Linked DNA regions of Sus scrofa: region 1 is linked to region 2. A link is a contact called in public HiChIP or PLAC-seq data. All regions are on one chromosome and are shown on one strand. The core of a region is the stretch at or near the end of the contact, and the rest is flanking DNA. Distances in the headings are between cores, read along the strand shown.

What was found. HiChIP or PLAC-seq counts read pairs in DNA pulled down with a chosen protein or histone mark.
Region 1: a contact with region 2 is called in an H3K27ac HiChIP or PLAC-seq map of alveolar macrophages. The contact joins the promoter of TXNDC12 here to the promoter of ZFYVE9 in region 2. A contact is called at or near these places in 1 of 47 Hi-C or Micro-C datasets (liver) and 1 of 2 datasets of contacts at active chromatin or transcription factors (alveolar macrophages).

Annotation. Positions count from the first base shown.
Region 1 is chr6:160,135,324-160,138,146 of Sscrofa11.1, reverse strand. TXNDC12 (thioredoxin domain-containing protein 12) reads right to left here and starts at 1,403. Exons shown (of 8, transcript XM_021096661.1): 1 at 1,167-1,403; 2 at 659-1,040. The coding sequence starts at 752. BTF3L4 (transcription factor BTF3 homolog 4) reads left to right here and starts at 1,940. Exons shown (of 6, transcript XM_021096654.1): 1 at 1,940-2,060.
Region 2 is chr6:160,073,072-160,075,771 of Sscrofa11.1, reverse strand. It overlaps ZFYVE9 (zinc finger FYVE domain-containing protein 9), which reads left to right and starts at 1,297. Exons shown (of 18, transcript XM_021096648.1): 1 at 1,297-1,627. It also overlaps the pseudogene LOC110261408.

The DNA.
Region 1 (2,823 bases), core at 154-2,653, 62 kb before region 2:
CCTGATCTCCAATAAAGATGTAGGTAGTGGGATAAATGCAGTAGGGAACACCTCTTATTCTCCATTGGTAACCACTGTCCCTCATTCTTCCAAAAAAACCATTTTCTTCAATTACACTGAACCACACCGAGGACAACTGTTGGTGACCCTCTAACATCAGACCTTCGACCCTTTATATGGCCCTTCCTTATGCACCCAGTCACCCTCCCTGGGTGCAGGTTCTGTTCCCTCCAGGTCTGGAGGCAGTAATCTAGCTCTTCAGGTAAGAGGTGAGGAGCGGAATCTTCAGACCCACGAAAAGAATCCAAATATGAAAGTCCACCCTGAGGAACGGTGACGGATGTCTGAGGACCCACCAAGTGCTAGACACTAAGCTGGTTTCTTAAACATGCTTTTCCTAATATACGGGTCATTCCTTACCCCAACCCAAGCATTTAGGGAGGCCTCAAGTACAACTTCCCCAACTCAATATTCCCCAGAACCGCTACTCCCTACCCCAAGAGATCTTCCTCAAACTCCAGGAGCAGTTGGAGAGGATAAAAAGAAATCTAGGGTGGCCAGAGACAGAATGGGAAGGGGATCGTGTTAGGACAAGGAGAGGGTTGTACTGGGCTGGGGCCCAGAATGAGTAAAGATTAAGATAAGAACGCGGTCTGACCCTTTCCAAGCCCAACATGTCCATCAGAAGAGACGAGGAGCAGGAAACTGAAGCCCAGCAAACAGGTGGCCCCGAGACGAGGCCGCGGTTCCATGGTGGTAAGTCCGCGGGGCCCCTGGGCTGAGCAGACGCCGGGCCCGAGTCCTAGCAGATGGTCCGCGCGGTATCCCAAGTGCGGCTCAGCCCAACCCCTCGCTTTCCCAGATTTTTTTTTTTTTTTTTTCCCCTAACCCTGAAGGAAGTGATGTTAGACGGATGTGGGTGGTGCCTCCGGGGTCCGGTCTGGGACTGAGTTTAAAGGTGCAGATCACGTAGAAGGTTGCAGGCGTTGCTTTCGAGCGGTAGTTGCTTCCCCACGGTTCTGGACATTCCGTCCGAGGACCTAGAGAGAAAAGATGGGCCGAGATAGTGGGCGGGTGGGGAGGAGACTCGGGAGAACCGTTGCTGGTGGCGTCCGCCTTCAGGCTAGCCCCTCCCCCCACCAAGAACCGCTGCACTTAATACTCACTACGCAAATTATTGATCGGTGAAGTCAGCCTCTCCCAACTGTTGGGCTGGTTGCCCATTGGTTTCAGGTACCCCATCCCCCTCCGCAAATAAAAAAGACAGATAACCGGATTTCATTCTTAAGTTCCTGCTCGGGTCTCGAGAAGACCTGGCAAACCTGTTCTGCGGTGCAGTCTTGTGCCTGCAAGAATGTCCCTTACGGTTGGAGAAGAAACACTGGACCTTATTTTTTATTCCTTGTAAGCTAAATTCTTCCATTCAGGGATGATGCAACCAACTGATGCAAGCTCCGAGAAAACCAAACTTGTGATTTCTTACTGCAAATCTGACCTAGCTCTGCGGGGCACTGGGGCATAAGTCACTGCAGGCACTTAAAGTGTGAAGCTTCTTCTGATTAAATGTATTTGTTTTTGTTGTTTTTAAACTTTGTGGGTTATTTCTCGATTTTCCTCTCTTGAGGCATAAAAAACGGCTCAAAATTTCCCGTCTCTCCGAGTCTCCACTCTAGTTGAGTCCGACAGTGCGTACTTAATACCTAGCGAAGCATTCGACAAAAGTATACACCCAAACAAAAATACCCATTGCCTTTTTATTAGGCTTCCTATAAACTGCAGGCACGGACACAATGGGACGCCCAGGAGACTGCAAGCTCCAGAAAGCAGCGCGGCGGTCTGCACCTGCCGCGTTTCTGTTGGGAAGCGCAGAGCAGCCTGGGCTTTGTAGTTTGTATATGAGCTTCCAGGATAGGCTGCTCCGGCGAGAGAGAGGCGGGGCCGGGTGTGTCACGTGGGCTCCACTCCCGCCGCCGCGGCTGCCTTCGTCTTTCTCTGTCTCGACTGAGGCAGCCATCTTGCTCTTGCCGCGTGCTGGTGTTGGAGGACCCTCCCTGCTTCAGGTGAGACCCCCGGCGGTCCCGCCACTCCACGGCCATAGGCCGCCGCGCACGGTCTCCCCCCGCCCTTTTCTACCGACACCCGCCAACCGATCGGGCTGCCACTTCCGCGGTGGCGCGCCGAGTGGGGGCGGAGGCGGCTGTCTTGGCCTGTCGGTTAGCGGCGGCGCAGCTGGGGGTCGGCACCTGAGGGAAGGTCCCCAGCACCACCGCTTTCTGTCGGGGCTCGCGGGCCCGCGTTGTTGCAGCCCAGGTCCAGGCCCAGGTGGCAGGTGGTCCCCCGCCTCTGCCCTGTTACTCTTCATTATTCACAGCAATAAGGCTTGAGCTTTGAGCTTTGTACAGCCTATCTGCTGTCATCTCATTTGATCCTCCCACTCGACAGATAGGGAAACCGAGGTTAGCAGCCCCCGCCCCCAACCAAATTCCATTGCTGCGCTCTTCACCTCGTAATGGCAGTATTTGTTTACAAGTGTGCCACCCTCTCCGAGACATTGCCTTGCCCATCCTTGTAGCCCCATCCCACTGCGTGATGCATAGTAGGCTGTCAGGAAGTTGATGATTGACCGACAGGCAGTGTTACAAAGCTAGTGAATTGCGGTTTCAATTTCTGTTCCCACGTTCTTTCACTATACTATGTCTGTACCTTGGGCAATGGTAACAATAGTTACCAGTTTTTGAGTATCTGCTTGAGCCATACCCGGTACTTGATTACTTAATGTTTAACCCGTAAAACAGCTGTGAAGTATGTGTTGTTACACTTTTT
Region 2 (2,700 bases), core at 48-2,547:
CGAAGAATAATGCACCCATTTTTTTTTAATGCACCCATCTTTCCATAGGAAAACACACACACACACACACAGATTTTGAAAGAAAAAGATGAGAAAAATCTTGAATTTAAGGACTGAGGGTGTTTCGGAATCAACAGTAATAGGAACTAACATTTATTGAGTAACTTCCATGGGCTAGTTCCTTTGCAAAATTATCTCCAATCTTTGCAACAATCAGCAAGGCAGGCATCAGAAAATCGAGGTTCCTAAATATTATATAACTTGCCCAGGATCATAAAATTAAACACAACAGAGCTGGAATTGGTGCCTCTGCCAGGATCTGTCTGCCACCAAAGACCCTGCTCATTCTACTACATACTTAATGATAAAATCATGTATTTGGAAAAACTGGGGACCAGAGGATTTGAACAATTTCTCTTTCCCTCTTTTCCCTCTGAGAGCCTTTCTTTTGTTTTTGGTTCTGATGTTTTCACCCTAGAGTTTGAGTGGGATCGAATATAGGGTACCTGTAAAGAGAATGATTCCACAGCCCCCACAATATAACAATTTCTTTCCTTTAGAGCCTTACCTGGGATGTGGAAGGGACTGGGGATGGATGAGCGGAGTGGGGGTGGGGGTGGGGGTGGGGGAGTGTGTTAGAATATGGATTGTTTTTCTCTTAATTTTAGATTGTTTATAAATTTCAGGACAACTCGTTTATTTTCTTCTCTTGCTTGTCTTATTATTATTAATTTGTTCTATTTTGGGGGAGGTTGGGTGTTAAGGGTTTGGTATCTGTTGGGAATTCCTGAAATGATTTGCCAATAGATCCAAAAAAAAGTTAAGGTCAAAGACAATTCCTTCATCTGTTTCAGGAAAGGATGCGTGGGGGGGGGGGTTGATTCTGGGTCACCCTTCTTACATCCAGACGCACTGAACGGATTACAAAGGCTACCCCTTGAATCTCGAGAGGTGAAATCCAGGAGATTCCCCTCACATCCCTGCTCTCAGGTGAAGGTCCGAGTGAGAGGAACGTTCACGTACCTTCTGGAGAGAAGGAAAAGGTGTAAAGATGCTCATGGCCTGAGGCCTAGGGAGTGGGGAGGAGACCCACTAAGGTCGGTGGGGACCGAGGGGCTTCCGGGGGGCGTCGTCGGGGGCGGTCCGGCGGCCCCAGGGCGACGCAGGGAGCCCGGGGCCCCCGCCATCCCCAGGCCGCGCTCCCTCGCGTTCCCTGCGGCTCGTGCCCGGGCGGCCGCCGCAGTCCCGGCGCCGTAGCCGGGCGTGGGGTCCAGGGGGCGCTGTGGCCCAGCGGCGCCGGCGGCAGGAGCGGCCACGGCGACGCTGGAGGCTTCGCCGAGGATCCCCGCCTGCAGCACCTCGGTCGTCCCGCTGCAGCCTCGCACCCCCCGCCCGGCTCAGCGGCGCTCCTGCGGGATCCGCGTGGCTGCGGCGGCCCGGGAGCCCGATGAGGCTCGGCGGGCGCTGGGCCTCAGCACCAGCGGCGACCACAGCCCCTTCAGGAGTGGGAGGCTTCGCGGCGGCGGCGGCGGCGGCGCCTGGGGCCGGGCGGGTGCCCTCCGGAGGAGGCTGTGGGCTCAGGGACGACCCCCCGGCCATGCTGAGGCGGCGGCGGCCGCTGCTCGAGGTGAGTGTGACGCGGCGTCGCGCGGTCCCGGGCTCGCTGGCCTTTGGCCGCCCGGGGAGGGCCCTGGCGGCGAGACCTCGGGCCGGGCGGACGGGGCGTCCTGCCGCTGCGGCCGCCTCCCCCACCCAGGCTCGGGGGCCTCAGCCCTTCCTCCCCGCGTCCCCCGGGGGGCTGGAGGCGCGTGGGGGACGAGTAGGCCCCGCGTCGCCGGGAAGCCCTTGCCCCGGCCTGGGCTCCGGGGCGGCCGCGTCTGTGGAGAGCGGGGCTGGCAGGGTCCCTGGCACCCTTCGGGTTGGCCGCGGGCCCGGGCCGAGCGCAGCCTCTTACCCTGGGCCCCGCACGTACATCCCGGAGGGAGGCAGAGGACGCCTGTTTGCAAACAGCCTGGGCTTCTCGCGCCCCAGGCTCAGTCCCGAAGAGTCCCGGGGGTCGGGGGCGGGAGGGTGAGAAAGCCGGTGCGGAAAGCGCGGGGCCCTGGAAGCCCTTGGAACTCCCTGGAGTGTCATTCACCCATCCGACTGGCTTGAAAACAACCTTTTGCGTCTTCTTTGAGGTGAAATTTCATCACCTACCGGCAGCTCATCTCTGCTGCTTCTGTTACCTTTTGCTTCTAAGCGTGGTCTGCCTCGGAGAAAGCCCCATTCCAGCTTTGAGATGTTAACGTCTCCCAGATAATACTCAAAATTAGAAAAACATCTTTTTTAAAAAAACAAAGGTCTGTTCCCCCCATCACCCCTCCCCCCCGTAAGAGTGTGAGTATTGTAATGCCTTAGTCCGTGGTTCAAAATTGTCCCCCTAAATAGATCCATAGGATGGATGACAAGAGGATTTTAAAAAGTCATGCTAACTATCCCAGTAACAGAGACCTGATGGAAATAGGACATATTCTAGATTTTAGTAATTAAGTGATTTATTTTGGTATTAATATAAAAAAAAGTTGGTGATCACGGTTTGATACCATTAAGTCAGCCCTTTGGGTATTTATGATAAATGTGGTTCAGGTTATTCTTGTTTTCCTATAATGTATGTGAAGTATGGAGGATTATTAAGTACTTATAAAACTTTTATAATCC